6 separate regions of the Mus musculus genome follow, and regions 1, 2, 3, 5 and 6 are each linked to region 4. Evidence: chromatin contacts called from public HiChIP or PLAC-seq and promoter capture Hi-C data. All regions are on one chromosome and are shown on one strand. The core of a region is the stretch at or near the end of the contact, and the rest is flanking DNA. Distances in the headings are between cores, read along the strand shown. Region 1 holds the start of Alg6 (asparagine-linked glycosylation 6 (alpha-1,3,-glucosyltransferase)). Region 2 holds the start of E130102H24Rik (RIKEN cDNA E130102H24 gene). Region 3 holds the start of Efcab7 (EF-hand calcium binding domain 7). Region 4 holds the start of Ube2uos (a long non-coding RNA gene). Region 5 holds the start of Raver2 (ribonucleoprotein, PTB-binding 2). Region 6 has its middle 14 kb from the start of Foxd3.

Region 1 (2,700 bases), core at 5-2,504, 810 kb after region 4:
AAGATGGCCTAGTCGGCCATCACTGGAAAGAGAGGCCCATTGGACTTGCAAACTTTATATGCCCCAGTACAGGGGAACGCCAGGGCCAAAAAGGGGGAGTGGGTGGGGAGGGGAGTGGGGGTGAGTGTATGGGGGACTTTTGGGATAGCATTGGAAATGTAAATGAGGACGATACCTAATAAAAAATTAAAAAAAAAAAAAGAATTGAAAGAACACCCTGCATTGTATTTAACCATACATTTTTAAAGCCACAGATCAACAACAGAAACAACAACAACAAAAATTACCTAAGGGGGTAGGGTTAATGAGGAGGGGGGTTCTCTGGAGAGGTCTTGTGAGATGAAATGAATATTGTTATTTGAACTGAGAAACAGAAAAAGATACGTTCCCTGGGTGAGTGATGAGCAACAAGTTCCAGTAGAATTATGTACAGTATGGTTCTGCAAGCATGTTATTCCAACAAACGAGCTTATGAGGAAATGCCATTCACTTGTTATTCAGAACAAAATTGCTATGCGAGCAAAGATCATTTCTAGTCCTTTCAATGTCCTTCCATCCTTAGAGTTCGGTTGGCAGAAAGCAGGAACCCACTTGACTAGAGAAGGTAGTCGGGGTGGACAAATGTGGGCAGGAGAAGGGAGGAGAGAGTGAGGGATACTACATTTTCGGAAGTCCTGTGTGAAACACAGTGAAACACGAGGTCTCACCGTGTTGCTCTGGCTAGCCTAAAACTCTCCAATGTAGAACAGGCTGGCCTGGAAACCTGAGATCCTCCTGCCTCTGCCTCCCAGTGCCACCATTCGGGCTATCTCCCCCTTAAACAGCAGGCGACTGCTGTGCCACCTGCAAGAGCAGCTCAGCAACTTTCTCAGGAGGCCACGCACAGATAGCAGGCACATCCCGACAAGGGGCCAGACCGTCAAGTCCCAGACTTCTTTTTCCTGCTAAGGTACCCTCGGGACATCAGCCTCGGGAGGGACAGACCCACAGGACGGCGGGGACAGGGTCGCCGAGGCCAATCCGGCCAGGCCGCGTCACTTCTGCAGGACAGCCACACGCCGGGGATCTCGGGGATGGGCGAGACCTCCCAACAAGCCCCCGAGAAGCCCGCTCGAGCCGGCTGCCGGGACCTCCCGACGCCTGCCGCCTCCAGACCTCGGCAACCCCAGGCTCTTACCAGCCTCTGCTCTCCAGAATTGGCGCCCGCAGAGAACCAGCGAATGCGCCTGCGCACTCACAGCCCGAGGAGCACGCGCGCTCCCAGCGGCGCTCACGGGAGCGAGCCCGTAAGGCGAGGGGGCGGAGTGGTGGGCGGAGTCATCGTGGAGGGGCGGGACTGGGAGAGCTAGACTGCCACGTTGCGGGAGGCGGGGTGCAAGCCCTGGAATTCGAGAAGCCTGGCGGCTGGGGTTAGGTCAGGGGCAGGTGGAAAGCCCCTTGCTCCTCTTTCCCGGGACCACGGCCAAAGCTTGAGCGGCTGCTTAGCCCACGGATTCCTGTGAGGGGCGGCTCCTGCGCTCTTCGCACTGGCGAGCCCTTGGCCAGTCCTCATCCCGAGTGGCAGGTCTTCCTCCTGGGTCAGTGCCCTACAGCAGCCAGCCTACTTTCTTAGAGCTAAGCAAAGACTACTTGCCCCAGTAAAGTTGAGAAGTTACTTCTAGTGAGAAACCGTTTCTAGAGCCTCTGGGTTGAGCCTATGAGCAGCAATAGCTACACACGGTGACATTCTCACCTCTAGGGAGGCTGAGGCAAGAGGATGGAGAGTAAGAGGGTCAGCCTGAGATACACAGCAAGACCCTGTCCCTGACCCGCCAAAAAAAAAAAAAAAAAAAAAAAACTCCGTCCCAGAATAGACACTACATGCCCCATCAGGCAACTTGAACCATCCGTTCCCACATTTGCCAAAAATAATATCCCCCTCCTTCCCTCACACCCTGCTTTTGATTTGTGCCATTTTGTAGACACCAACTCTGACATAAGTGAAAACAAATATTGAGTATTGCTGGGGGAGGTGAATTGGGGGTGGGGGAAGAAGTATGTGTTACCTGTGTGTACTTGAAGAGATCAAAGGTCGATGCTGGTGTCTTTCTCTATCCATCCCCACCTTACATTTTGAGACAGTCTTTCACTCAACCTAGAGCTCACCTGTTTGACTACACTGGAGTCTCTGCTCTCACAAAATTCTCTTCAAAAAGCATTTCCCATGCAAAAAAAGAATAGAAAGCAGCACAATGAAGTGCACACTGTCACATTAGTAGTATACACACCACAGTCCATGGGAGTTAAGACAAGACTTGGACTCGGTGTAAACTATTAACTGTCAGGAAAGGCTTCTTCCTGAATGAGCCACCTTAGCTTTGAAAGAAAAATCAGACACAGGTGATAATGGATGTGTCAGAGGGAAAAGTTATGGTTAGACCAGGGTGAGAACTAGGAAGGGTCAATGGGACAGGGGATGTGTAAAGGTCTTTGTAATGTAGGAAGTGTGCAGGACAGCAAGGTTAAAGGAAAGAATATTATGGGATGGTCCCCAAGGTAGTGTGTTGGGAAGCTTGGAATCGACTTGGAAGAAGATGCTACACTGTAGTGAATTTGATGTGATGTCAACACAACAAAATACTAACACTTGTGTGCCACTTGTGAATCAGAACCTAGGAAAGATGCTGGAGCTAAAGATAGAACGTTTTTATTTGCTGAAGA
Region 2 (2,813 bases), core at 140-2,639, 830 kb before region 4:
ATTTAGCTTAGACCTACCCTGTGTCTCTCACCTGTAAGTGGTAGCGCCCTAGTCAACGCTAAGGTCCACTTCTGCTTTCAATCATACGAGAGGCACGCAGAAGAGAAACAAAAGTGAAAGCTCTTGAAGGAACACACACAAGTAACCGAAAGCACCAAACTCTGTCACTGAGACCTGGCAGAGTTCCAGACATTTATCCTTTCAGCAACCGTGAACTCTGGGCACCTATCACGTCCTGTGAATGTGAATTAACACGGTAGAACACGAATCGGCCCAAAGCTCTGCAGCAGTCTTCTCAACCCTTCCTAGCACTGAACCTTTTATTTAAATTTCTACCTCAATAAATCCAGCCACGATGCACGCCCTCGCCCAACCAAACCAAACCAAACCAAAAAGCCCGCAACGCCACAAACCATCCCTAAGCTGTGCGTCCAGCTTTAGGAAAAGAGAAAAGGAAGCAGAAAGAAAATCTGAACTGGTCTGATTCCCCCTGCCCTCGCCATGTGGGGGTCCTCGGAGCGAACTGTTTTACAACTTAGAAAATGCAGCGGTCTTCCGATTCTGTTATTTGAATGGACCACTGAGCCACTGGAGCCAGGCAAGGGCAGGCAGCCGGGTACCCAGCAGAAGGATGGAGCACAAGGCCCGCACAACCAGGATCCGCGGACCCTGATGATGGGAGGATGCTTGGAGCACCCCAGCCTCCGGCTCCTGGGCACGGAGAGACCGGCGCGCACGCGCGCACACGCACCACGTCCTTCGCCTGGAGTTGTGTCTCGTCTCCCTTTTGTTTTTCTCCCTTCCCGGTCATGAGACCCGGAAGTTTTTTTTTTTTTTTTTTTTCCTTCAATCCTGTCTCTCTCCCTTTTCCACCCCCCCCCCCCCTTCCCCAATCTATCACATGGCAAAGCTAGAATAAAAACAGAAAAATGGCGACGGTCACGTTGTGGCGAGCCTTGCTGCGTCATTAGATAATCCTCATGCAAATAGCGGGATGAACAAAGAAAGGGGGGCTCGGGACCCCCGAGGGCGCAGGTGGGTGCGGGGTGCGCGCGGCCGCGGGGGCGGCGTCCGTGTGCGCGCTCCGGGTGCTGCGCTCTCGGCCCCGGGCTGGCGGCGCGCCCTGGCCGGCCCGCGGGGCGCAGAGAGCGGCTGTGCGGCGCGCGCACGGCGCTCGCACCCGGGCCGGCCCCGTATCCCGGAGCCCGGAGACGACGGCGGGGGCGGAGGCTGCTGTTGGACGCCTTTGGGCGCTCGGCGCCAGCTCCGGTAGGCGGCGGACCGCGCGGGGCGGCAGCTCGGGGCCAGGCCCGGAGCTGTGGCGCACTCGCTTTTCCCCCCACCCCCGCCCGGTGGCTGGGCGCTGGCGCGGTTCCCTCGCCGTCCCGCGGCCGCTGGAAATAGAGCCGGGATGTTGTTTACATGACGGATCCGGCGGGAGGAGTCTGCGAGGAGGAGGCGGAGAGAGGAAGAGCGGAGTCCCCGCGGCGGCGGTGGCGGGCCGGGGTGCGGGCGAGCGCCGCGCGGTCCCCGAAGCCTGGACACGGGAGCCTAGGGTAGGCAGGCGGGGGCGCGGGCTGCGGGAAGGCTGTCAGAGTGGGCTTTGCGGTACCTAGCCTGTCACGCAGACTCTTGGGGGGCAGGGGGAAGGAAAATGGAGAGAGGTTGGGAGAACCTCTGTTTCCCCTTACGTTTGGGAACGCCCCCCCTCTTATCCCCCACTCTTTCCCGCTTCTCCCTGGACTCACCTGTTTGTTTCCACCGCTCAGGGCTCTGGGTTTTTGTTTGTTTGCTTGTTTGTTTTAAACGTGCGCCAGAGGGGCTGGGCTTATTACTATTATTTGCGAAATTATTGGGAAGGCGAGAGGGTGTTGCTGTAATCGATCCTAGTCCAGGTCGGTTTTCAGGAGGGGGAGGGGACTTGGCGAAGACCCCGGCTCCTGGCCGCAGCTGACCCCGGGGCTCCTCCCCGCCTTCCCGGTGAGGAATCCTTTCCCTTGCCCCGCGAAGCCAGCTGCCACCTTCCTGGAGAAAGACCACACCTATGCTTCTTCCCGCTTTGGAGGCGAGGTGAGCTAAGAAGCCAGACAGTGCCCTGCCCACCAGAGCTTGGCCAGACCTCGACACCCCAGAATTGGTAAAAGGCGCTTCTTTTCACCTGCTGATAGCGTTGGTACGTCAGCCCTCTCTAGTCCCCAGAAGTTGCAATTCACAGTTTACGTTAAAATTTGTCTCTTTCTTCACCCTTCTTCCCACCGGCAATGAACTGTTGAGTTTAAGTTGAAAAAGAGAGGTGTCTCCCGCCCTGCCCCTAGTGAGGGTTTTTTTTTTTTTTAATTCCACAGTAGGTCTTCCACTCAGACCTGCACTTCTCCGGTCTCCTCTATCTCCCACTAAACTTAGCCCAGAGCCAGGCCTAAGCTTTTATTCCCTGTGGGCCGCACCCTGGCCCCTTGCCTTTCTACCGAGCCAAATGCTTCTCAAAGCAGAAGGCACACCCAGCCCCAAGTCTCTTCCAAGAGGGAGGGAAGAAGAAAGGATTTGGGGGGGGGTGTCCTCAAGTTCCGGTTTCCAAAACCCCCGTAGCATTCTCCTCCCGGAGCCTCCTGAATTCTTCCTAACAGCTGTTTTCTGCAGTGCCTTTTGCTCCTCCTGGCCTTATATTGGAGAGAGTGGATGGGGAGAGATAGCCACCCCCACCCCTTTCCTAGAACTAGGCAATTTTTTTCTCTGTCTTTTCATTTATTATGTTTGGAATATAAAATATGCAAGTGTGATTGCCTGTTATTAGAGTTGATTTTCTTCCTGGCTAG
Region 3 (2,809 bases), core at 106-2,605, 700 kb after region 4:
CTTTACTAGTAATAATATTTAGTGTCTATACAGCATGTCTGCTCATAAGACATTAATATACAATCAAACGTCTTATTTAATCCTTTCTACACTGACCAGGCACTTTTTGTCCATTTTACAGATGATGAAATTGAGGGACAGAGATGTCACCCAGTCAGTGGTAATTTGTGAAATCTCAGTCATTTCTTCTTTTAATGTGAATGAAGGTTTATTGAACAAAGGCTACTATGCAGGGCAAAATTGTTCTGGTGGTCTAATGGCTTCCAACATTGCTTTATCCTGCGTTGACTTCTAAAAATACATTCCAATCTAATAAATTGAATAGTTCAAGTTGAACAATAAGATGACACAGGTAGGGTCCCCTTCAGGACTCATTGGATTCATACTCAGGAGGCCTAAATCACTGGCACCTTCTTGAATTATGTAGGTCTTTTACACTTGGGAAAGAAAGATAATAATCGCTTATCATGGATGAAGTACCCTATTTATAATACACAGACCGCCTGCCTGACACTTTCATATTACACCAGATTTAGAAGGACCCCATAGGGATGTGGTGTCACAGTCTGGTTACTGCAAATTGGTATCACCATAATTAAACATCGGTTTTAAACACATATGCGTGCGCGCCATCTCACAAACGGGAAAGAAAACTATTCCAATAAGGAAGAGCAAGCACTCGGCTTACAGCAAGCAATTTAAAAACATTTTTAAGGATCTTCAAGTGCTCCTTCCAAATGGGGTTATTCTCACATGAAAATCCCTGGACAGAAATGTTCCAGAATTCTATTCTTTCCCTTCCTGTGAAGACAGTCCAAACTGAAGCTTAAATAAATATATAATTGCACCCCTAGGGCTCGGAAACCACCTTTTATTTAAAATTCTAGCCCAAGTCTGAGACAGGGGCCTGGAGAGTATATTGTAGCAAACGGCTCCATAAATAACTAGGCACACAATAAGCAGGAAAAATAAACTGTTAAAAGCGCCTAAGGCGTCTAAAGGGCCAAATGAAAACAGAGAGCCATCCAGTCACCGTCGCTGCACCGTGAAACAGTCACAACTAATCCCAGACAAGCTCTCTCCGTTTTTTGTACTCCTCTGGCCACGATGCTGCATCCCCTTGTGTGTTTCGGGGCATGCACCGGCTCTTAGGAGGACACAGAAGTAAACGTAGCAGATGGGAGAGGCGGCCGCACAATGAAGAGCAGAGCGAGCGACAGAGCAAGAGAGAGGCTTGGTGGCTACCTAATTTCAGCTCACAAACCAAGAAGAGCAGCCAATTTTCGTTAGTAGATCCGCGAACCTCTCGGCGCAACCGGACAGACCTCCGCCTTTTTTAGATTACCATAGCAACTGCGCCTCGCCGCCACCGGAAATAAGAGGCAGAGCACCTTCCAAACGCTCCGACCAGAGATTTGTGGACCATTGACCGAGAGAGAACAGCCATGGCATTGTAGCTTATCTGTTGCGAGGCTGGCATGTCCACAATAGTGAGGAGGGTCGTGCGCTGCATGCGGCTGGGGCTAAATGGATTCTGGCCTTAGACTCCCTGCACCATTTCCTTGAACACGTTCAGGCTCTTTCTCGCGCGGAGACTGTTTCCGGCGAGCTGCATACGGGGTGACACCTCATCCAGCGCTTACTACGCGGGCTTTTTATGCTTCCGCGTTTGCGGTTTCTCAGTTGGTTCTGTCCAGCAACGGAGTCCCGAAATGCCGTAGGTATCCCTTCCCCAGACGTTGCTGTTTTGTGGGCCCTCTATGAGCAAAAAGAGTATACAGGAAGAGTATGCCGTCCCATGGTCACCTTGTCTTTTTTATTTCTATAAACTTTTCTCTGTTGACAGCGTCGGGATGCTTGGTATTCCCAACCTACCTCTACCCTTCCAACACTTCTTTGACTCTTAAAACTTCACATCATTGTGTAAGCTGCGGGCTAAATCTGAGTAATGTCTAACTTGAAATGACTAAGAATGAAAGAGTATATTAAGTAAACATTTCTCTGTAATTTGTAGAATTTTTAAATGCTTGTTAAGCATTTGTGTAGTGAGTTCTCTGAAACTCGGGAGAGATTTCATGGACTGAATGGATTTCAGGCACTGAAAGATTCTTAAGATTATCACTTAGCAACTCAGTAATAAGTGATTTACTTTTCTTACTTATAAAAATAAGCTTGAAAAAAGTAAAAAGTGGGTTTGTATTGGGTCATCTTTAAGTTACAGCCCAACCCCAATAATGTGATTACCGAAAATGACCATAGTAGAGATGGGTATTGTGCTAGACTGCTACCCTTCGGCTACCCTACATAGGCTATATAAAGCACAGTTAGCGGTTGTATAAACAGGTTTTTTTTTTTTTTTGTTTTGTTTTGTTTTTAAAAAAAACAGGGTCTTTTTAAAGAATTTGAGGGAGGAGGAAGACCTAACTCTTGTAATACTTCTTTGGCTACCCCCGTACCAGGCTGATTTAGGTACTTCCTGCTAGGGTAACATTTTCCTGTTTGAGTAAAATGCAAACTAAGATATTATCGGGGATACTTGTGTAAGATATGAGCTGACATAAAAGAAGGAGGACCTTCGGAAATAACAATATTTATTAACTCACCATTCTAAAAAGGTTTATCTTTTAATGCATTAGAAAAATGTCTATTATAACATTGCTGGCAAAGATGAGGGAACAAAACTTAAGCAGGAAAAGAATGAAAATGAATTTGGTGTGTAAACTATGTTCCTGATCTGTTTACAGAAGTGAGGAACCAAAATCTATTGGAAGTGGATATTTTTCTGGCAACTGGCAACTTTAATATATGA
Region 4 (2,915 bases), core at 368-2,867:
ACCCCGGCTTCTCTGTTTTTTCTCTGAGATGAGTGCACCACAGTCCTTTCCTAGAGACTTTTACACTTCTCACATTTCTCATATCTCACCTCTATGTTTTGTTGTTTCTCTGTTTTGCTCAGCTGCCTTACACCACCTGCGGGTAATCGCCTTAGAAAGCTTACCCACAATGCCTATCTTCTTGTCTCCAGGACCCAGCCAACTGTTCAAAAGACTGATGCTGACAAGAAGAAACCCAGGGAGGACGGGGACAGGAGAGACACAAAGGGGCAGAGGGGTCTTGAAATTTGTACCCTAAATTCTAAAGGGTGAAATCACTGCCTCACAGTGCTTGTGGGACAGTTTTATAAGCTATGGCAGAAAAGTGTCCCTCCATGGCTTTCATCACATAATCCTTTCTCTTCCATAATGTAATTCTTTTTCTTGAAAATTACAGTGTTGTTTCCATTCTGGGATTTGTTTGTTTTTGCAGTGGTGGGGATAGAACCCAGGGCCTGGTGCCTGCCTACATTCCCCCCCCCCCCCCCCACACACACACAATGAAGCATGATAGAAAGGCAGAGAGAGAGAGAGTGTGTGTGTGAAGAGATGGGGTGGGGTGGGAGGAATAAGAATAGAGAAAATACTCCTCTCCTAGGAATTCAGTTGAAGCCCCTTGCCAGCAGGAAACCAAGAATGCCCAATTAACAATTGCTTAAAGCCTTTCTCGTTTCCCAGCTGTAAACCTGTAATTTTCTAGGAATCTCCCCAGAAACCCCATTTGCAGGGAAAGGACGCATGTGTACTAAACTCCTTGTACAACCCTAGGGACTCTGGTTTCCCTTTATCAGATTATAATTCCATCCAGTCTTCCTCCTGAACCACTTTACAATCTCACTTACCAAAGGAGAACAAAAGGGGGCCTGGATCCTCAGAGCAACCTTTTGAGATGTAACTTGAGAGTCACCAAAATGGATAATACGGAGACAATGGCCATGCTCCGTTGAGAAGCCTATGCCTTCGCCTTATTTTTCCTGCTTTCTCTTGAGAAACATGTAACCCACTCAGGTGTATTTGTCTTGTAATTCTCATGCTTAAATCTGTTACAATGTCTTTAACAAATTTTCCAACATTGCCTCATCGTGGGCACTGAAGCCAGGCATCCTGGTTTGGCCTGATTTAGGTCTCTCAAAATCTAGGAAAATTCAGGCTCTCGTGTGTCACTTGGTCCCCCTATCACTGATAAGGATGTACCTACTACTTGTTCTGCCTATGCAGAAGTCGACTTAAAAGTTGCCCATCTTCTCTGCATGGACTGTCGAATCCAGAAAAGACGGTACAGCTTCCACTAGTGTGTTCTGTTTGCATACAATACTATCTCATTCGGCCACAGAGCACCTAAAAGTCGGGTGAATATTCTTTGCTCATTGGTAGGGATGAAAGATGGCGTTCCATTAGTTAAGCCACTAGCCACTTCCTTCAATTTACTTACCTGTATGTCGCAAAACTAGCACGGGGCTAAGGAGCCGCTAACTTCTGACATCATGGTGATCCCAGCTGTGGCTGCACAGTTATGATCACCAGGGGAGCCTTCAAAAACTACCACTACCCAGTCCTACTGCCAGCTCTGATGGAGTTGGTTTGGGTGTGCCCTTTGTGTCGGAATCTTTACAAGCTCTCCAGGTGGCTCTAATGAGCAGCGGTGGCTGAGAGACTGGGCTCTGCAAGCAGGCGCACTGCCTCTGGCCTGGAAGGAAGGGCCTTTGGAAGACTCAAAGAATGAAAGTCTCCTGGGGTGAAAAGCAAGCGCCCCCTGATGCCGGAGGCTGTTTGGTTTGCCTGCTGACAGCAACAAGTACCAGGAAGCCTCCACTCAGCGCTGCGCAGCACGCTGCTCGCTGCTCGCAGCTCGCAGGAATTCCTTTCCTGGAACGTAAGCATTTCCGTATGGGGATCATATTCTGTCGTTAAAGAGCTGTTCCTACAACCATATGCATGGGTTTTCTCTCTGCCAAACCCTTTATTTGACATTTTATAGTGACGGGCAGAGAACAGTGGGGTCACTGGTACACTTCTCTATCTGATTTCCTGTGATTGTGAATGACAGTGACACACATTTCAGAAACTCTGCTAATCCTTCAGGGTTTGACTGTAAAGTCTCACACTATGCTGTGATGATATGCTGTCGTATTGTAAAGGCAGGATAGTGCCATAGGAAGGAAATATAGAGCCAGCCGTCTAGTCTAAGACTCTGGACCACAGTGCTAATAATTGAGAGTAGGCATGTGCACTGAGCTCTGGGCATGAGGCACACTCAAAGTGTTTCAGCCCTATAATGTATGTGATTATTCTCATTTTATATAAACAAGGCAACTGGGCCAAGGAGGGCAATAGACTTACCAATGTCACACAGTTAATGATAACAAAGATAAGTCATGGGAATTTGCCTCCAGAATTTACCTTCCTTATCAGTTTGTGAGATTTTCTCCTATGTAGATGACCTTAGTTAAATTACCTGATTTCTCCTAGTTTTATTATTATTTTTACCTGAAAAAGGGGATGGGGGTTACAAGAATGTCTAGCCCCTCAGGCAGATGTATTGCTATTTATGACATATATTAAGGTGTTCAGTAAATAAATATGGTTTGAATAAATCAAGCAATGATGAACTGGGGTAGTTAAAAGCATAGTATATACAGTCACACTCTAAGACTGTATTGTCAAAGAATACATCTATGATTGTTATGGACTTGATATCTAGACATAGCTTTTGTGGCTCGAAAAGCTGAAAAAGTGTTAACACCTAAATCAAAATTCAGCAACCTCCTATCCATAAAACGCAAAGCTCTTAGAAAAGCTGCACGAGATTTTAATAATCTCAGCATCGATAAAAAACAAAAGTGTATAGATGAAGTTAAAAGAGGTTTCCTGAGTAT
Region 5 (2,700 bases), core at 101-2,600, 540 kb before region 4:
AAAAACAAATGCATGTGCATACTTGTGCACAAGAAAAGGAAGAAAGACAACATGGTTATAGTTCAGTTGGTAGAGTGTTGCATGCATTCATGAAGTCTTGGGAGTAATAAACACACACTCTCTCATGCATGCAGGACTGTTGCGCCGAGCCTGTGGTACACACCTGAAATCCTAGCACATGGTAGGTGGAGAAAGGAGGATCAGAAATTCAAGGCCTGCCTGGGGATACTTGGCACGCTGTCTCAAAGAAAGAAAGGAGAGGAAAAGAGGGAAAAACAGAGAGAAAAAAATGGGGAGGGCTATGAATGAGAATGAATGAATATGAATCCCGAGAAAATCCTTCAAATTCTCTAGCGCTCCTACAATAAGATTTTAACTTTCGCAATCAGGGAAAAAAAAAAAAAGAAGTTAAGTCGACTCGGGCTTTCTAATCCAAGAAGCAACAGTTAATCTGGATTAAAGACTGCGAGCTGCTTAGCTTTAAACTCCGCGCAAGCACAGAAACAAATCCTGCCATACTTGGTTTGGCAGAAGGCTGCAAGACTGCCGGCGCAGTATCAGCCTCTGCTCTCTGCGGCCTTAACAAGCGGAGCAAAGTTGTTTCATACAAACTTGGTCAAGTGCTTCTGCAGAAGAACTCGCCCAGCTTTCCCGTGACCCCGCCCCCGTGGCAATCCAAGTCCCCAACACCCTACGCGGGACCCCTTCCCTTCTCGAGGGGCTCCGGAAGCCAGCCCCCTAAATCTGAGCTCCTCAGCTCCCCACCACGCGCCTTCACCTTCAACACCGCCTTGGGCTGGAGGGAACACAAAGTACAGACCAGACGTGGCAGCATCCGCCCCAGAACCCCCTGACCTTGCACGAGCCGCTCCGCCTTGCCCAGCCTCAGTTTCCCAACACGCTGCTCTCGCTGGCTGCAGAAAGGCTTCGTCGAGGCAAAGGGCTCTGGGCTCGGTGCGCATACCTCCTTCTCTCCTAGGCGCCGGGACCATTACGGTCTCCTCCGGTTTTGCGGTGTCCCCAAACCCGCCCCGGTCACCCCGGCCCGGTGCCCATACCTGGGAGCTGCTGTCCTGGGGCAGGTTTTTCACTAGGATTTTCCGCCGGTTGCTCAGCTCCCGTCGCATCCGCTGCAGCCGTGCAGCCACCTCCTGGGGGTGCAGCGCAGCCACCTCCCCCGGGCGCAGCGCGGGCTCCGCGGCCTCCCCCGCCGTCCCAGCAGAGGGTCCGGATCCCGAGCCCGCGCCCCCCGCGCCGCCTCCCCGCGCCGCCATCTTCCCGGCGCCCCGCTGCAGACTCGGAGAGGCCGGAGCGAAGCGGGAGAGAAAGCGGAGAGGCCGCGCGGGGGCGAGGCGGGCCGGACGCGGAGCAAGGGCGCGCGGGCGGGGGAGGCGCCGCAGCCGCCGACGCGGGAGGGGCGGAGCCCGGAGACACGCCCTATCCAGCCACGCCCCCGACGCTCCGCCCCCTCCCCCTGCAGGACACCTGCGGAATCTAGGACGCGGTAACATGGTGGGACTCGAACCCCTACCAACACTACCCCTAGCTCGCCGCGCTCGGCCTCGCCTCTCAAATCCGAGGGCCTCAGGCGCCACTGCGCAGGCCAGAGAACTCCTGGCCTCAATTCTGACACATCAAGAAGTGCGCATTTGGCAAAGTTAAGTTTTCGATGAAAAATAACATATGAGATTTATCTAAAAATATTCTGGGGGAAGGTTTGGTATTATTTAGTAAGACCTGAGCATAACAAATTTTCCTGGTTGTGTATAAGAAATCATTATCTTTCATCGGTCCCTTTGCGGCCTAAGATGACAACCTGGCTAGTTGTATTTGCAACACAAATCAAAGCTGAAACAAAGACTAGGACAGCTTCGGCAGAAGGCAGGGGAATAAGTTCCTTGATTATTTGAATTGAAACTTGGAAGGAGACATACTGTGGAAAGATATACCTAGTTAAAGTGAGATCTACAAAATATAATAAATACCCTTCAACTCTCACCAGCTGTAATGACTATTAGCAAATAGGAACACACACCTTACTTAAGTGTGCCCCATGAAAATGCACAAAAAAAAAAAAAAAAAAAAAAAAGCCTGTTTAACCCAGCAAGTGATCTGTTAAAGGAAAATGCTTTAAATATCATGAAAGGGCTGGAGAGATGGCGTATCGCTTTAGGGCACTTGCTGCTCTTGCAGAGGACCACAGTACTAATTCGAGTACCCAAGTCAGATGGCTCACAACTACCTGTAACTCTGCCTCCAGCGGATCCAATGCACTTTTCTGGCTTCCAGAGAAACACACACACACATCAAATGAATAAAATCATAAATTCAGTACTGAGCAGGTGCCACCCACATATTTCTAAGTATGTTACAGTGCTTCCCTTTAAAAAAAATCCAATTAGGCAAAGCTTATTTTCTTCCCATTACACATGAAGAAATGGAAGCTGGTGTGATTAGGCTCAATGTTCTAAATATTATAAAAATAAGTCATCTGTAATCACTCTACCCCAAAATTACGGTTAATAGTCCTCAGACTGTTCTAGAATACTTACATCATTAACATGAGTGAGGGCGGTGCCCCAGTATTTACAACCCTATTCCCTAGACACAGAGAGAAGATCCAATAGGCCTATTACAGTCTGTACCCACAGTGGAATATTGTTCAGCTATAAAAGGAAGGCGAAGGCTGCCAAAAGGTAG
Region 6 (2,845 bases), core at 209-2,708, 860 kb after region 4:
CTCAACGCCTGTGATTATAAGCAGCAGACTCACACAAGGCTGGTCCCATTAATATTCTGTTTTTTAAGACTGGGTCTCACTATATAGTCCTGGTCAGACTGAAATTTGCTATGTAGACCAGGCTGGCCTCCATCTTAGAAGATCTGTTGGTCTCTATCTTCTAAGTCCTGGACTTAAAGGATTGTATCATCACACCCAGGTACTACTTGTTATTTTTTGTAAAAATCAGGAATAATTGCAAGCATTATGACTGAGGAGAACTATAACTTACTGAAGCAGACGTTTCTTCACTGTACAGATTACATCACTAGTAGGTGGGAGGTCTGAGCCAGGCAAGTCCAGTTGCCATTGTGCTTCTGACTTTCAGAGAACTTGGGAGATCACAAGAAAGCTCTGTGAGAATGGAAAGCTAGCAACAAATGTAGCTCAGTGGCAATGGAGTTCTTAGTATTCCAAGAATTAAAAAGGAAGGGAGGGAGGAAAAAAGGAAGGAAGGAAGGAAGGAAGGAAGGAAGGAAGGAAGGAAGGAAGGAAGGGTGGGAGCAAGGGAGGGAGGCCAAGTTAGCATTTCAAATATTACAGCAGGAGGCTGGGTGCGGTGCCTTTATTCCCAGAATTTGGGAGGCAGAGGCAGGTGGATCTCTGCAAGTTCCAAGAGAACCAGATCCACTTAATGAGACCCTGTCTCAAAAAAGGAAACAAGGCAAAACAAAAGCAGACAAAAGAAAACAAACCAACTCTGGCTCAAAAATCAAAATAAGAGCGGGACATGGTGGCGCATGCCTTTAATCCCAGCACTCGGGAGGCAGAGGCAGGTGGATTTCTGAGTTCGAGGCCAGCCTGGTCTACAGAGTCAGTTCCAGGACAGCCAGGGCTATACAGAGAAACCCTGTCTAGAAAAACCAAGAAAAAAAAAAAGAATCAAAATAAACAAAAGTAAGGCAGCAAAGTACAACATTTCTTTACCTTTCCTATGTATAAAATAGTGCACAGCTCAATAATTGTCCCAGACCATTACTAGGCTGTCTTCCTCTGCTCTCCTGCTCCACATGACAGCATTATATTTAGTGACCAAATGGCCAATATGAGCCAATGCGCCATGGCCATTTGAAGTAAGAGTGGCTGGCCTGAAGAACGTTATTGTGGGTTCCATTTGTGCAGACTGTGACAAGTCAAGGAAGTTCTAAGCTCTTGTTATCATTTTTATTACATCCATTGATTGTGTACATACGCACACCCAGGGGAGCTTGTCAGGGCATATGTATGAAGGTCAGAGGACAACTTGTGGAAGTAGGTCCTGAAGTCAAACTCCTATTATCATTGTTTCTTCCCCTTCCCCCGGACACCCCACCTCTGCTCCCTGGCTCTCTGGATGCCCTGGAACAAGGGGTGTGCACTAAGCAGTCCTCAAACTTGCAGAGCTCCACCTGCTGTACCTGTACTTGAGTGCTGGGATTCAGGTATGTGCCACCACGCCCAACTCCCTTTGTTTGCACAAGACCTACAATGCAGCCCATGACTTCAGTTTCCCTAGGGCACGGGTTACCAGCACGAACAACCAGGCCTGTTAAAGAATCCACATTTTTAAGGAGATTCTTTTGTCTACTTGGGTCTACAACCTTTTGGTCTTTATCAATGACAGAATTGCATTCCTATAGTTCTAGAGGGAGCCAGCCTGTTCCTGAGATAGATTCAGTGTGAGAAATGGCTTCCTTGAACATGGCCATCTGCTCAGAGTGGTTTTAGAAGGTAGAAGAGATTTCTCTGAGATATCCTCTTTCTTCCCTCCCTCCCTCCCTCCCTCCCTCCCTCCCTCCCTCCCTCCCTCCCTCCCTTCCTTCCTTCCTTCCTCTTTCTCCTCCTCCTCCTCATTATTATAATCTTCTTTTTTTGAGACAGGGTTTCTCTGTGTAGCCCTGCTGTCCTGGAACTCTCTCTGTAGACTAGGCTGGCCTCAAACTCAGAAATCTGCCTGCCTCTGCCTCTCAAGAGCTGGGATTAGATGTGCCACCTTGTCTGGCTTGATTAATTAATTTTAAAAATATCATTTAATTTTATATGAATTGAGTATGTTATCCATATGGGTTTATATGCCCCAGAAAGGTGCTTTTGAGTGGTTGTGAGCCACCAATGTGGTTTCTAGGAACTGAACCTGGGTCGGCTGGCTATAAGAAGAGCAAGCACTCCGAATGCTGGGCCTTCCCTCCAGCTGGATTTTAAAACAATTATTACCTACTTTCTTGGATCGTACTGTCTATGATAACTCCATTTTATGTTGCCATTATAGTATATACCTAAGTTGTACAGCAAGGCTGTTTTATCTACATACACAAGGTGAAAGGCTTAGGACAGCCAAGCAGGAAGAGCATTGATCCTCTTCACCTGCACGCAGGAGTCACTGACGTGCAGAAGGTCATGCCTCCTGCCAGTGTCACCTTGTGGGTTAGGATTTCAACACAGGAAAAGTGGGATTGTTTGACATAGGCTTTCACTATGTAACTGGGACTCAAACTCTATGCAGCCCAGATCCTCCTGCCTCAACTTCTTCACTTCCCGAATCTAGGGATTTTGGTGTGAACTTTCATACCTGTCTCTTCAAGGTCTGGTGGAACAAAACCACTGAGCCAATTTCGGGTGGGAAATGAGAAGCTGAATGTAAATGCTTTTCCCACCCACTTCCCTGCAGCCCACGTGTAGTGAGGATTCGGGGCCACTTCACATTGGGATGTTCTTGTCATTTTCTTTTTTCTCTTACTTTTTCACTGAGACTTGGTTTAACTTGATTAACTAAACTGTTTGGCAATGCCTTAACCAGAGTATCATTTGTAGTTCAGGGTCTCAAGTG

What was found. Promoter capture Hi-C pulls out the DNA fragments that hold promoters and counts their contacts. HiChIP or PLAC-seq counts read pairs in DNA pulled down with a chosen protein or histone mark.
Region 1: a promoter capture Hi-C map of stem cell-derived epiblast-like cells shows a contact between it and region 4, with 4 times the contacts expected there. The contact joins the promoter of Alg6 here to the promoter of Ube2uos in region 4. A contact is called at or near these places in 2 of 39 promoter capture datasets (cranial neural crest and stem cell-derived epiblast-like cells).
Region 2: a contact with region 4 is called in a promoter capture Hi-C map of stem cell-derived epiblast-like cells, with 3 times the contacts expected there. The contact joins the promoter of E130102H24Rik here to the promoter of Ube2uos in region 4. A contact is called at or near these places in 1 of 39 promoter capture datasets (stem cell-derived epiblast-like cells) and 1 of 115 datasets of contacts at active chromatin or transcription factors (astrocytes).
Region 3: a contact with region 4 is called in a promoter capture Hi-C map of hippocampal neurons, with 5 times the contacts expected there. The contact joins the promoter of Efcab7 here to the promoter of Ube2uos in region 4. A contact is called at or near these places in 9 of 39 promoter capture datasets (the 3T3-L1 cell line, cranial neural crest, embryonic stem cells and 4 more), 2 of 115 datasets of contacts at active chromatin or transcription factors (astrocytes and embryonic stem cells) and 1 of 9 other capture datasets (embryonic stem cells).
Region 5: a promoter capture Hi-C map of liver shows a contact between it and region 4, with 2.9 times the contacts expected there. The contact joins the promoter of Raver2 here to the promoter of Ube2uos in region 4. A contact is called at or near these places in 5 of 39 promoter capture datasets (cranial neural crest, embryonic stem cells, frontonasal cranial neural crest and 2 more) and 1 of 484 Hi-C or Micro-C datasets (embryonic stem cells).
Region 6: a contact with region 4 is called in an H3K27ac HiChIP or PLAC-seq map of embryonic stem cells, with 2.7 times the contacts expected there. The contact joins the enhancer-like site here to the promoter of Ube2uos in region 4. A contact is called at or near these places in 5 of 39 promoter capture datasets (the C10 cell line, HPC-7-derived erythroid cells, embryonic stem cells and 2 more) and 3 of 115 datasets of contacts at active chromatin or transcription factors (astrocytes, embryonic hindbrain and embryonic stem cells).

The regions. Positions count from the first base shown.
Region 1 is chr4:99,714,184-99,716,883 of GRCm38.p6, reverse strand. Alg6 (asparagine-linked glycosylation 6 (alpha-1,3,-glucosyltransferase)) reads right to left here and starts at 1,254. Exons shown (of 15, transcript NM_001081264.1): 1 at 1,178-1,254.
Region 2 is chr4:101,354,824-101,357,636 of GRCm38.p6, reverse strand. It overlaps E130102H24Rik (RIKEN cDNA E130102H24 gene), which reads left to right and starts at 1,389. Exons shown (of 2, transcript NR_040708.1): 1 at 1,389-1,556. The region is part of intron 1 of 0610043K17Rik (RIKEN cDNA 0610043K17 gene); the gene reads right to left.
Region 3 is chr4:99,827,991-99,830,799 of GRCm38.p6, reverse strand. Efcab7 (EF-hand calcium binding domain 7) reads right to left here and starts at 1,355. Exons shown (of 14, transcript NM_145549.2): 1 at 1,246-1,355. It overlaps Itgb3bp (integrin beta 3 binding protein (beta3-endonexin)), which reads left to right and starts at 1,642. Exons shown (of 9, transcript NM_026348.4): 1 at 1,642-1,717. The coding sequence starts at 1,713.
Region 4 is chr4:100,526,591-100,529,505 of GRCm38.p6, reverse strand. It overlaps Ube2uos (a long non-coding RNA gene), which reads left to right and starts at 1,617. Exons shown (of 2, transcript XR_867958.2): 1 at 1,617-1,912. All of the region lies in intron 7 of Ube2u (ubiquitin-conjugating enzyme E2U (putative)), which reads right to left.
Region 5 is chr4:101,067,688-101,070,387 of GRCm38.p6, reverse strand. It overlaps Raver2 (ribonucleoprotein, PTB-binding 2), which reads right to left and starts at 1,350. Exons shown (of 12, transcript NM_183024.1): 1 at 1,059-1,350. The coding sequence starts at 1,274. Gm35956 (a long non-coding RNA gene) reads right to left here and starts at 1,051. Exons shown (of 2, transcript XR_867959.2): 1 at 1-1,051.
Region 6 is chr4:99,669,029-99,671,873 of GRCm38.p6, reverse strand. No RefSeq gene overlaps it. Among named protein-coding and RNA genes, the nearest start is that of Foxd3, 14 kb to the right of the region's middle. Within about 2 kb of position 1,458, at least 8 of the 459 cell types and tissues checked have an H3K27ac peak or open chromatin away from gene starts, as enhancers often do. A contact at or near this core is called in embryonic stem cells, where this site is marked.